2 separate regions of the Mus musculus genome follow, and region 2 is linked to region 1. A link is a contact called in public HiCAR-type data. All regions are on one chromosome and are shown on one strand. Each heading gives the region's core, a stretch centred on a gene start, on an enhancer-like site or on the middle of the called end of the contact. The rest is flanking DNA. Distances are from core to core; before and after follow the strand shown. Region 1 holds the start of Sorcs1 (sortilin-related VPS10 domain containing receptor 1). Region 2 has its middle 240 kb from the start of Gm41860.

What was found. HiCAR-type assays count read pairs that join an accessible place to other places.
Region 2: a HiCAR-type map of astrocytes shows a contact between it and region 1, with 4 times the contacts expected there. The contact joins the enhancer-like site here to the promoter of Sorcs1 in region 1. A contact is called at or near these places in 2 of 39 promoter capture datasets (hippocampal neurons and pre-B cells) and 2 of 115 datasets of contacts at active chromatin or transcription factors (astrocytes and embryonic forebrain).

Annotation. Positions count from the first base shown.
Region 1 is chr19:50,677,260-50,680,004 of GRCm38.p6, forward strand. Sorcs1 (sortilin-related VPS10 domain containing receptor 1) reads right to left here and starts at 1,387. Exons shown (of 26, transcript NM_021377.3): 1 at 652-1,387. The coding sequence starts at 1,209. It overlaps Gm26629 (predicted gene, 26629), which reads left to right and starts at 146. Exons shown (of 8, transcript NR_166832.1): 1 at 146-257.
Region 2 is chr19:52,631,280-52,634,024 of GRCm38.p6, forward strand. No RefSeq gene overlaps it. Among named protein-coding and RNA genes, the nearest start is that of Gm41860, 240 kb to the left of the region's middle. Within about 2 kb of position 1,357, at least 27 of the 459 cell types and tissues checked have an H3K27ac peak or open chromatin away from gene starts, as enhancers often do. A contact at or near this core is called in astrocytes, where this site is marked.

The DNA.
Region 1 (2,745 bases), core at 137-2,636:
ACAACTGCCCTTTCATGGGCTAGAAAAGCCTGGCTCTCAAGATGCACTTGCTAATGCTGTCAGGAGATGCTGGGGAGCCTCTGCACTGAAACTTGCATCCGTTTGGTTCCCAAATAGATTTCTAATACCAAAGGGCACCTTATATCGTACTGCAGTTTGCCTTCTCCGGGGTAGAACAAGGGGCTAGGAGCTCTGTATAAAAATAAAATAAAAAGCCCACAGAGGCGACTTCTCCGTGTGCTCCATCAGTCTATCAGGTAAGGAAATGTCCCTTCAGGGGATTTCAGTGGGCTTGGAGATTTAACCCTTTCAGATCTTCATTAAAAATACTTTAACGCACATACAACCCCCATATTTGGTCTTCAGTTCTACTCTCCAGTGCCATTGAAGAAATAAAAAAGATCTGCCTGGTCCGTTCCAATTTGAACCTTTTGATCTGGAGAACACTCTGAAGGTGGCGGTGGGGGCACCCTAGTAGGCACCATTAACTCTTGGGGGAGGCTAGCTGGGAAGACTTCACTGTGCAGCATCTCCCAAGAAAGAAACCTCTTTGCCCCCCCCCCCTCCGCCCCCAATTCTCCGCCAGCTCTTACAGTGAAAGGTAACCCTTTCCTTCTCTCGCCCCTTTGCCCCCAGTTCCATTCTACTCACGCTGCTGTTGTGGCCAGACCAGTGGACCATAGCTTGGTTGTGTGCTGAGTCTCCTGTCAGAGCAAATGTGGTGCTGGTCAGTCTCAGCTCCTCCATCCGGAAGCGGGTGGCTTTGTCCGGGTCCCGTGCGCCAGTCCCAAGCCCCTGCTGCCCTCCATCCTTTAGCATGTCCCGGCGGCTCCGACTCGCACCCTCTCCGGGTTCAATCTTCTCGGGTTCCGTTCCACTCCGTCTCCTACGGCCAGAGCGTGCAGCGGTCGCCACTGACACCCTGCTGCCCCCAGCTCGCTCCAGAAACAGCGCACGGTCCCCGGGGGCCACTGCGAACAGGGGTCTCATGAAGAGGGGCGGGGGCGTGGCAGGAGCCCGACCCAGAGGTCCCGGGTGAGGAAAGCCTCTTGGGGTAAGGGTCCGGCGTGGGGTCGAGCTAGGGTGCTGCGGAGGGCAGCAAGAGAGGCTGCTGCAGACGCCGGGGGCTAAGAGCATCAGAAGCCCCGCTCCTGCAAGGAGCGCGCTCAGCCCGGCCGAGGAGCCGTCTCCAGCGCCAACTTTTCCCATCTCTGGAGCGTAGAGAAGCGGAGAGGGGGTCCCGGACCGAAGGCAGGCAGCGGAGCGAGGCTACAGGCTGACGGCGGCAGGGCGTGCGCTCAGGACCACAACTCCATCCAAGTTGGGCTGGGCGGCGGCGGGGCGCGCGGAGGCGGCGCCGGGCAGGTGCCTGCCGCTCGCCCAGGCTGGGCTTGTGCGGAGCGCGCGGGTTGGGACGGAGCTGCGAGCCACCGCCGCCGCCGCCGCCGCGCGGGGGTGGAGCCGAACTGAAGTCACGGGCGGAGAGGGCGCCGCGCGCCGGCTGGCGACGCGGGAGGGAGGGCGGGCTCTGCCGGGGCTCCGGGGCACTGCGTCCCGTCTCCGAGCTGCGCTGTGTCCAGGGCTGCGGGCGCGGGCTGCGCTGTCGCCTACCCTCCCCAAGGCGCGCCGAGTCCCCGCAAGCAGCCCGAGCAAGCACCCTTCCTCTTGGGGCGAGCAGCCCCAGGCTCCCGGAGCAGGCGCTGTGAAGGGTTTCCTATTCCTGTTTTCCCTTCTCTCTGTGGTTGTTTCTCCCCTTTTCTCTTTTTCTGGTCTTTTCCAGTTTAGAAGATGAGTGGGCTCTTGCTCTCCCTCTTAAACTGGGTGAGTTGGCATGTAGTCCTTACTTTGTGTGCCCAGGCCTGGAGAAGATCTCAGAAGGCAGCAGAGAGTGGTGCAATAAACTGTGTGTGTGTGTGTGTGTGTGTGTGTGTGTGTGTGTGTGTGTGTGTCCTGCTCAGTCTATGTGTGTGTGTATATATATATATAGTTGGTGAGATTTTCTCTCCTCTGTGATTCCTCCTAGATTTCAGGTCTTTTTAAGCACTCTCCAGTATTGAAAGCACTCACAGTTGACAACACAATTAAAGTTAAGATTCCCCAAGTATTTTGTAGTTATATACATCTTGGCAACTGTCCTTAAGAGACCATAAGCTCCTTGAGAGAAGGGAGACTCCGAAGTGACCTGTTTGCCGTATTATTCTCTGTGTTTGGTAACAGTGCACTGAATGGTAGCAAATGTAAGTGATTGGCTTGATGAGTATGTGTTGTGAGTTTGTTATAGATCTGTATATCAACAAATAGAGGAAATGTGTTGTATTCTTCTGGCATCACTGGTGTCTAGCTCAGGGTTGCTAACACATGCATTCAGATCCCCCCCCCCCCAGCAAGCCCGCGCTTGAAAGTGTTTGCTGTGGGACCTTCAGGTAATTGTGCTTCCCAAATATTAAATTAAGTGGTTGCAATACATGACCTTTAAAATCCTTTGTGACCCTAAAATTCTGTAATTATGTGATTATAATATCAATCCACCCAAGATCCCCTGCCTCTACTCAGAAATTGAGGTAATGATTTATAGTAGGTGGGAGCGCTTTGGAAATTGCAGTTCATCTAAAGCCAGGCCTTTTTCAAATTGTTAGTTGATGCCAAGGTTTAAATGCCATCGCATCTCTTTACCATTTCCACGCACCAAATAATGTCCTCTTGAGCACATGAGAATTATAAAATTATTGAAGGAATGTTTATGGA
Region 2 (2,745 bases), core at 107-2,606, 2.0 Mb after region 1:
GTGGTTCCCCATCTAAATGACCCTGGAAATTTCAAGCCTTTAGATCTAACTTGAGTCTTCTCCAGCTCCCAAACGTACGGAGAGAAAAGGAAAGATTTCTGCATGAAATGTCAGTCCTCCAAAATGTGATTCTTTCACCTCATGTTCTCAGCACTTCGTGGCCTTTCCCATCACACACCATGTAAGCCTGGGACAAGATCACATTGTCTGCTCGCTTGGAGGTCTGAGGATCAGGATTTGGAAAGGGAAATGGGGTCGTGTGGGATGGGAGCGTGTCTGGCTGAAGATAATACTGCCTTTGCGACAGAGGGGACAAGACTCGACTTTGCAACTCTAGCTAATGCAGAGACTCCACCCATCTACAGCCGCCGTGAGATCCCCCAGTGAGCTTTAATCTTTCCCACTTTTTACTCCTTAGCCTCATTCTTTCACCTCTCCACCAACCATGTTTTTTGCTATGTCCGTAACAGTGGTGCAAGGCTGAGTCTGAATCTCTGGGATGGGAGGAGTAAATGTCGGGGTATTTGTGCCGGGTTCAGCTTTCAAGCTCTCTGAAGTATGGGAGCTCCCATGCTCATGGTGGAGTTCTCATTTTGAGGAACCCACCGAGAACGGTCAAGCAGTTTAAGAGGCACAGCCTCCTTAGCCTGGGAGTTTCCGACAATCAGAGGCACAGCCACTAAGTGGCCTGGAGCAGAGAAGCAATCTCTGACCTGAGGTGACTGATTGACCTGCCCACTGGACACCGGGGAAGAGCATCGGGCCCATCTCCATCCAAGTGGAACTTCTTCCACCGCAGACACACAGCACCTGGTAGGCGGTGGCCTACGGAGAGGGTGGTGGCTCTATACACCTAGATTCACACCTGCTATGCCCTGATGCTCTGGGCCACCACCAACTCCACTGCTTCCATTTGCCTGCTCGTCTATGCTTCTGCAATCCCGAAGTGTAGAGGCAAGAGGAATGGTTTAACTTACGGATCTAGAGGAATCAGCAGCCAGCAGTATGTTCACTTTGGACAGAAAACAATGTGAATTACTGATTGTGTGTGTGTGTGTCCCTTTCTGACTCCCCATCCCCTTCCCTTCTCTCTTCAACCTATTGCATTTAAAAGAGCATTTTCTTACTGACTTCTCCTGAAGTTTTGTTGGGATATGTTTTGGATTTTCCAAAAGAAACTTCCTGAAGACAGAAAACTTACCAGGGTTTTTCAGGAGAAAAAGCAGAGCTAGAGTTTGCTCACTGTTATAATGTTGGTCTTAGAAATGTAACCACACTGGGCATCCTTCCCATCATCAATCCCTGGGAGGTTTTCATCAGTGTTGACCTTACCCTCACCAGGAGATTCAGCCCAGACTGGTGAATCATGCCGTAAGCATGTAGGAATGAACCTAGATGAAATCAGCATGCTTCAATCCCAGGACTGGGTCCTGGGCATTAATTTTCGGAGGCCTGTGCCTTATCCAAGACACTTGTTTTACTTAGTGTCAAAGTGAAGGAGTTGGCTAGGTGACAACGTTGCCTCAGATACCTAATACTCTGAACTGAATGGCCATAGTGTTTCATAATGCCTCTGCTGTGACTCAGGAAGTTAAGATGGAGGCCTACGATGAGTGAATCTTAAAATATATTTTCAGTTACTGACATTCTTAACAAGCTAAAACTTGACCCCAACTGTAGCCATACCTGACAGTTTAAAAGCACACATACGAATGCTGCATAACACAGTGCTTTAATCATATTGTAATATTATTCAAACAATATACTTAACATACACACCACACCACAAACTTATCTTTGTTACAAAAATATTCAGTAGCCTTTCCCTTGACAGTTTTTAGCATACACTGTGTTATTATTGATTATAGTCAGTATGCTGGAGAATAGACTCCAGAATTTACTCGTCCTACCTGAAATGTTACCCTTTGACTGATGTCTCCCCTTCCATCAGCCCTGACAACCACAGTGCTACTTCTGCTTCTGAGTCAGATGTCTTTTCGATTTCACACGTGAGATGAAGCCCTGTCCTTCTATGACAGACCTGTCACTTACCATAATGTCTTCCACATTTACCCATATTGCCATAATAGTAGGATAGCTTTCTGTTTCAAGACTTAATAATAGTCCACTCTTTATCTCTACAACATCGTCTTCATTTGTTGCTTTGTGAGCAGACAGAAAGTGGGTTGTGAACTCTAGGTGAGCGAGGGAAAGAAATTCTCCCTCCTTCCAGGTTGACAGAGCTGCATGGGAACGTCCCTCTCCTCTGTAACTCTTCACAGTGTTACAGTATGTGTTCTCCCTCCCTCCCTCCCTGCCCTCTCTCCAAGCTCTACTAACTTCCTCAATAATTAGGTATAATCCCTCTAGATAAAAAAAAGACAAAGTAAAGAGTCACCAGCCAGATGAAATTTACAGCAAACACTTTTGCCCTGGGATAAGGGAGACTCTCCCAAGAGCCCACTACTTCAGTGTGGTACACAGAACTAGGTTCCTTGGATAAAGAATTAGTCAAGGGTCATTACAGTGTGTCGGAAGGGGATGCCAAAAAAATAGCTCAGTTGCCAGTTTGCTGTACAAGCAGAAGAACCTGAGGTCATCTCAGCACCCCAAGGCAAACCGGATGTAGTAGATCACACCAGCAATCCCAGCCCTCAGGAGGCAGACAGAGAAGAATCTTTTCAACTTGCTAGTTATGAAAGACACTGTCTCAAAAATAAGATAAAGGAGCTGGACAGGCAGTTC